2 separate regions of the Gossypium arboreum genome follow, and region 2 is linked to region 1. The links are chromatin contacts, called in public Hi-C maps. All regions are on one chromosome and are shown on one strand. The core of a region is the stretch at or near the end of the contact, and the rest is flanking DNA. Distances in the headings are between cores, read along the strand shown. Region 1 holds the start of LOC108474823 (protein JINGUBANG). Region 2 holds the start of LOC108475565 (protein terminal ear1-like).

Region 1 (3,553 bases), core at 165-2,664:
CATGAAAATTTAAAAGTTCATTTCTATTATTTTTCCTAAAATGATCTACTTTGGAGAAAGAATGCAAATGATTCAATCGAAGACAGCTTAGTTAAATATCTTCTAGCTAGGCCGCATCATTACACTAACTAAAGCCTAAATGACCCCATTTTCCTAACCGAGAAAAATATTTCCAACTTTTGATTTGTGCCCAGACTGTATAAAAATTAAATTGGAGGAAATAACCAAATCGTCAAATCAATTTAATCCATCAAGTTATTTGAGTAATATAATTTTAAAAATTTACAATTAATAAATAAAAATATTTTTTGAACTATATTTTTATAAAATATACATTAATAGTATAATTAATTTTAATATACAAAATCTAGGGTAAACTATATAGATAGTAACCCAATTATAAAAAAATTATTTTAGACAATAAAAATAAAAAGTTTATAATTTAAACATTCATATTATATAGTTTACATAGCAGTTAAAATTTTGGTATAATAACAATTTTATTTCTTAACTTTTATATATTATATTAATTTAATCATATACAATTTTAAAAATTAACCTTCAAAATTTACAAATGTTCTCAAAATTACATAAATATTTTCCAAAGATTTAATAATAAATTTAAATTTTATATTAATATTAATATAAAATAAAAATCTCTCACTCCGGTCCCTCTCCCTCTCTCCCACCGGAACTTTCCTTCCCACCGTCGTCGTACCCCCACCCCCACCCATCACTGTCCCTCTATTGCTTCCGAATTCCATTAATTTCATGGCTAATTTGAATCCAAATACTTGTAATATTCCTTCTCATACTTCTTCTTAATTGCCTCGGGGGTAAGGGAACGGTGGTGGGAGGGGGTGAGCTACGGAGGTGGGAGGATTTTATTTTATTTTATTTAATATTAATATAATTATATTATTAATATTATATTAATATAAAATTTATTATTATTGAAAGTATTTATGTATTTTATATATTTTTATAATTTTTAAAATTAAAATCAAAATTTAAAATTATTTATAAATTTTGAAAGTGAATTTTTAAAAAATATAAAGTGATATAATATATAAAATTTTATGACTAAATTTATTATTATATCAATTTTTTAATTATCATATTTATCATTTATAATTTTAAGGAGATTGATTAGAATGACGGAATTATATACGTTAATGCTTTAATTATAAATTGTTTATGTTAAATATTAGAGTTAAAATTTGTATTGATAATCCTAAATTCTATTTTACAGAGTTGTAATTTGCAAAGCAGCAAGCTGGGAAAGAGCACCCCCAATAAAATCACAAAACTACTCCTTTTGACGTGCCATTTCTTGTCCTTTTGGAGCCTAGGACTGATCGTACCATATCCACTCTCTCAACTCCACGTGGCATTACCTTTTTTTCTTTATATAATTATAAACCACAACGAAGGTCCTGCTTCAATCCTCTCTCGTGCCTAGCTTCTATATTTTTGCTTTAGGGCTGAAAGGCCGGCATGAAGGTCCGATCATGGCTAGCTACATGCACAACCAGCAGCTGCGCCACTTTAACCCACGACTCCACCATCCCGTTCCCTAAAAAACCACCGCGCTTATCGGAACATTTGGTTTCCGATAGTTCCTCCGATAATCGAGGGAGCGCCACCTCATCTTCAGCTTCTTCAAGTGACACGAGCTACAGCAGCCTCCCTAGCAACCCTTCCCTCCAGACTCTGCCATCTGTACCTTCCTTACAGCTTTTCCCTGATACCTTAGTCTTTTCCGTCTCTGACATCAGCGTTTCTTCAATTATGCCTCTACCCAACCACCCGATCACCTGCGTTGCGGTTCAGGGTAACTTCTTGTATGTTGCTTCTGTTAACGAAATTAGCGTCTACGATCGCCAAACATCCACTCTTCTCGATGCCTACAACGGCAACGATTCATCCTCCGGTTCCGTTAAGTCTGTCACTTTCTGTGACGGAAAAGTCTTCACTGCTCACCAGGACTCTAAGATCCGGGTCTGGCAAATGACCGTGACTAAAAAGCACAAGTTCTTAACCGCCCTACCTACCGTTAACGACCGCTTACGTCGTTTTGTTCTCCCAAAGAACTATGTCAGTGTTCGCCGTCACGTGAAGCGGTTGTGGATCGAACACGCCGACGCCGTTACTGGGCTCGCCGTCAATAGAGGTTTAATCTACTCAGTTTCTTGGGATAAAACCTTGAAGATATGGCGAGCATCGGATGCGCGTTGTTTACAGTCTATTAAAGCACACGACGACGCCATTAACGCCATCACGGCCTCCGTTGACGGAACGGTTTATACAGGGTCCGCTGACCGACGGATCCGAGTCTGGGCGAAACCCTCAGGCGAGAAGCGGTACGCATTGGTGGCGACTCTTGAGAAGCATAAGTCAGCGGTAAACGCACTGGCTTTAGACGACGAAAGATCAGTGCTTTTCTCCGGTGCGTGTGACCGTTCGATTCTGGTATGGGAGAGGGAAGATAGCGCCAATTACATGGTGGTGACGGGAGCGCTGAGAGGGCATGGAAAGGCAATCCTATGCTTGATCAACGTCTGTGATTTACTAATGAGCGGGTCCGCGGATCGGATGGTTAGGATCTGGCAACGTGGAGTGGAAGGGAAATATTGTTGTTTGGCAGTTTTGGAAGGTCACCGGAAGCCGGTGAAGTCATTGACGGCTGTCAGAGACGATGAACATAGTGATGTAGTTTCGGTTATTAGCGGAAGCCTGGATGGCGAAATTAGAACGTGGAAAGTCTCGTTTTCGGGTAGCCCCTCGTCGGCGACGGATTTCCGAAAATGGAATTTGTGAAAAAAAAAAAAAGGAATTGAATCATAATTAAATTGAAAAAAGGAAAGGAAAAATTTGCGGCCGCTTAAATTTTTTCTGATATGGTCCCGGACGTTTTACCAACCCTGGATTATTTGTTCTTTTGTTTCTTTCAATTTTGTTTGCTGCCTGAAAGATATATTATTATTTTCAATATATAGTTCACTATTTCTGCATCATGTTGCTCATTTAGAAAAAAAGAAACAGTTTAATTGCAATTGTAGGATAATCAATTGCAATATTAATTATTAATTAGATGTAGTAATTCTAAGTAATTAAAATAAGATATATATGAGGCACCGTACATGTGCCCATGTGTGCATATCTTACACCTGGCCACCATCATCATTATTATTATTTTTATTTTGGTTGGTGTATGGAGAGGAAGAAATAAAGTGATATTAGAGTTTGTAATTTAAATGTTTTTAATGTTATACATTTTTTTTTGTTATTTTAGTTTATGGGCATTTTAAGATTTTTTTTATAGAAATAAGGTTTGTTTGATTTATTTATAATTTATTTTTGATAAAGTTTGATTTTATTATGGTTTAAGGAACAATTGGTAAGAGTGTTTAAATTTCGGTTAAAATTGAATTAATAGATCGAATAATTTAATTCGATTAATCGGTCAGTTAATCAATTTAGTTTGGTCGAAAGTTAGTTAAAGATTTTTTGAAATTTAGGTTAAAGGTTAATTCGGTTCAAAATCGGGTAA
Region 2 (3,561 bases), core at 191-2,690, 290 kb before region 1:
AAAGCTTGTTCTTGTCTACTTGTGCTCATTATATGTGACAAAAATATTGTGGTGTTTTGACATTAGAGTTAGGACCTTATGGAACATGAATATAAATGTATATAGTTCATCTTCTTTCTCATTTTGACTTGTCTAGATAAATACTATTATTGTGATGCATAGAAGGAATTATATTTTTAATGATATAAAACCACCATGATTTTTAGTAGTTACTTATTTAATTAAGTATAGTTTGATCATTATTGTAATTAAAGTGCATACATCTAAAAAGACTCATGTGACCATTTGGCAAAGTGAGAGAATGTTGGAATTTGTGGCCTTTATGGCTACATAAAAGATTATTGAGGGAATTTTTGATCTTTGAGGAGACTGTGGCACCCATCCTACCAATTCAACCCATATATGCTATAGGACAGGGTTTCAAATCTTACCAAATACAAAATATGAATTTGCATGGTAGGTAAAGGTACTTCCCTTTCATGAACTCGACACAAAATTTTGATGGAGGCAATAGACAAAATTTAGAATTAAAATTGAGCATAAACACTCTTAAGCCTAATACTAAACATGCTAAGAGGACTCACAGCTTCTTATTAATAGGTTAAAAATCCCTTCAACAACCATGTTGACGAAAGTAATGTACTATGCACATTAGACATTAATAGGTACATTGACTAAAATCATGTATCTTTAAAGTACATATATTGAATTTTACTAGGTACATTAACCAAATTATGCATCTTTAATGACTAATATATGATTATGGTTAATTACTTTGGATTAATTGTATCACATTAAAATAATTCATGTACTTGTACAATTATATACCAAAGGAGGAAGAATAGGCATCTACATTAAGAAGGTGGTGTTTTATGGAAGTACAATGTGCAAATGTTAAAAGTTTAATTTTGACACAATATATAAATGTTAAAATTTTAAATTTTAAAATTTTAAATTGTTATTATGTTAATTTTAAAACTCCAAGTTAACTTTTAGTAATCATTTATTGATTGATGATGAAAATATTTAAATAATTAAATAATTATTTTATAAATTTTGATGATTGGATGATAAAAAATCTTAATAACTGAATATCTCAATTTAATTTATTAATTATCGGGAGAATAACACATAGATGCGGATGTGAAAGAATAAATGAGGGTGCACTGCACTGTGCTAAAAATAAAAGCAGAGGTGGAGAAGCGATTAGTCTGTCCGAGTCTGACTGTCTCTGATTAGTCAAAAATACTAAAGATGAAAAGAAAAAAAAGTAATACTCACATGCAGCAATGCTTATTATTACTCAACCCGCACCACACATTTCATTTGTGTGGCCACGTGTACGCTCCAAATTCTTAATCAACCCCCGAATTACTACGAGGATCATGATCAAAATCCAAAAACAAAAACCCAGAAAGTAAGGGGTTTTATTCACTCTAAAAAAACTCATCATCTTTCCCATGAGGTGGCAATTCGGGAGACGAGGACACTTTTGGCAACCTTTTCTTGTTTCCTGGAAACCAAGTATATAGCGAAAAGGAAAGGGAAAAAAAACCAAAACCCTCCCAATCCATTCTCTCCTTTTCGTTTTTACTTACACTTCGACTACCAACTTTAATGAGTTTTTCTTGGACATGGAAAACGACAACAATACAAACAAAGAAAATGTTTTCTTGGGCTTTTAATTTCCCAAGCTGAACTCAGATAAAAGAGAACAGCTTTCTCATAAATATACTTTCTCGGCTCCTTTTTATCTAGTTGAAGAAAAGCTTTTTTTTCCCCTTTGAGTGGTGGACTACTGGTTCTCCGCCCTGAAACAGCCATGGGGGAAACCGGGACGGTCCGGTTCCCTGGAAACCTTGACCCGACGGCACAAGAATTTTGGCCCGCCCAAAACGTAGTTTGCCAACCCCAATTTCCTCTCTACAGACCCCCCCAACTTTACTACCCGTACGCTGCGTCTCCAACGGTACCGTTTTGCAGCGGCGGCGTACCGCAGTTCCATGCTGCCCTGCCTCTACATGCACCTGTAGCTATACCTGCACCAGCGCCTTGCGTCACTACAGCGTCCATGGTGGTTGCACCGCAGCTGCCACTTCCACCTCCGACTGCGGCGGCGACGAGGGCTTTGGTGTTAACGTTGGTTCCATGCGATGTGAGCGAGTCAAAGGTGTGGAAAGAATTGGAAGTGTTCGGGGAAGTACGCGGGGTCCAGATGGAAAGAGTCCGAGAAGGGATCGTGACCGTCCATTTCTACGATCTGAGACATGCGGAGAAAGCGTTGAAAGAAATACGCGAGCAGCACATGCAAGAGCAAGCCAGGGTTCGAGACCAGTACACTGCGGCTGCTACCGGGTGCGAACCAGGTGTGTCCAACGCTTGTGTTCCACTCCCTTCTGCGCGTGGACTCATAGCCGGGAGGCCTGTCTGGGCCCACTTCACTATTCCGGCAAGCAATGCTGTCCCTGAGGGGAATAATCAAGGAACTGTTGTGGTATTCAATTTGGACACCGGCGTTTCAATTTCGCAACTCAAAGAAATCTTCCAAGCTTATGGTAAGTTTCGGTTCATTTCTTGTCTTTTATGTTCGCTTGCTTTGTTTGGGTTTTTGTTGTTCAATCTATTTTGTTTTACTCTTTTGGGGGGGGGGGTTGATACTTTGATTAGCAGTCAAAGATATTTTCATGCTTTGTTACAAAATTTTGCAACCTGGTTTGTTGTTTAGGCCCAGTGAAGGAACTGAGAGAAACACCATTGAAGAAACACCAAAAGTTTGTGGAGTTTTATGACGTAAGGGATGCGGCTAAGGCTTTGAGAGAAATGAATGGAAAAGAAATTAATGGGAAGCAAGTTGTAATTGAATTTAGTCGACCCGGAGGATATAGCAGGAAGTTCTTCAATAGTGATAACAACGTTAACAAAATTAACACTATTACAGCTTTCACTGATAAATATAATCCCCATACGAGAAATCCCAAGTACTCATCTTCTCCCCCACCTCCCCCGCCGCTGCCTCGTAAATTCTCTGCTAGATTTTCTTCCAACGATATACCTCGTTCTTTTCTTCCTCGAAACCAATCGCCTACTGTGAAACCTTTGAATTCTAGTAAAGGAAACCCTAATATGAATAATGACAGCAAGTGTTCCGCCGTTGAAACGGCAGTGGTTAAAGATAAGGTCGGGAGTGGTGGAGGTCCAAAAAAGACTGTAAAGAAGAACCAAAGCAACTCATCAACGGTAGCTAAGCACAACCAGCAGCTATGTCGGGGCAGGCCGTGGAAAGGTAGACAGTCGAAGAAATTTGATCCTCGTTTCCTTATAAGCGAAGATGCTATGGTGGGATCTGATTCTAAAGATTCCAGGACCACTGTCATGATCAAGAACATACCCAACAAGTATAGGTTGGTCTTTTTCACCAACTACCGCTTAAAAGTAGCTAATAAAATGATTGCATTTTCGGTTTCTTGTTGGAAATTCGGGGAAGTTTTCATCTTTTAATTTTGCATGTTGCAGTCAAAAATTGTTGTTGAACATGTTGGACAATCACTGCATTCACTGTAA

What was found. Hi-C and Micro-C count contacts between places; a contact is called where the count stands out from the background.
Region 2: a Hi-C map of leaf shows a contact between it and region 1, with 2.2 times the contacts expected there. The contact joins the promoter of LOC108475565 here to the promoter of LOC108474823 in region 1. A contact is called at or near these places in 2 of 5 Hi-C or Micro-C datasets (both in leaf).

The regions. Positions count from the first base shown.
Region 1 is chr3:19,105,028-19,108,580 of ASM2569848v2, reverse strand. LOC108474823 (protein JINGUBANG) reads left to right here and starts at 1,414. Exons shown (of 1, transcript XM_017776846.2): 1 at 1,414-3,258. The coding sequence starts at 1,498. The coding sequence ends at 2,820.
Region 2 is chr3:19,392,745-19,396,305 of ASM2569848v2, reverse strand. It overlaps LOC108475565 (protein terminal ear1-like), which reads left to right and starts at 1,440. Exons shown (of 5, transcript XM_017777543.2): 1 at 1,440-2,555; 2 at 2,726-3,401; 3 at 3,514-3,561. The coding sequence starts at 1,823.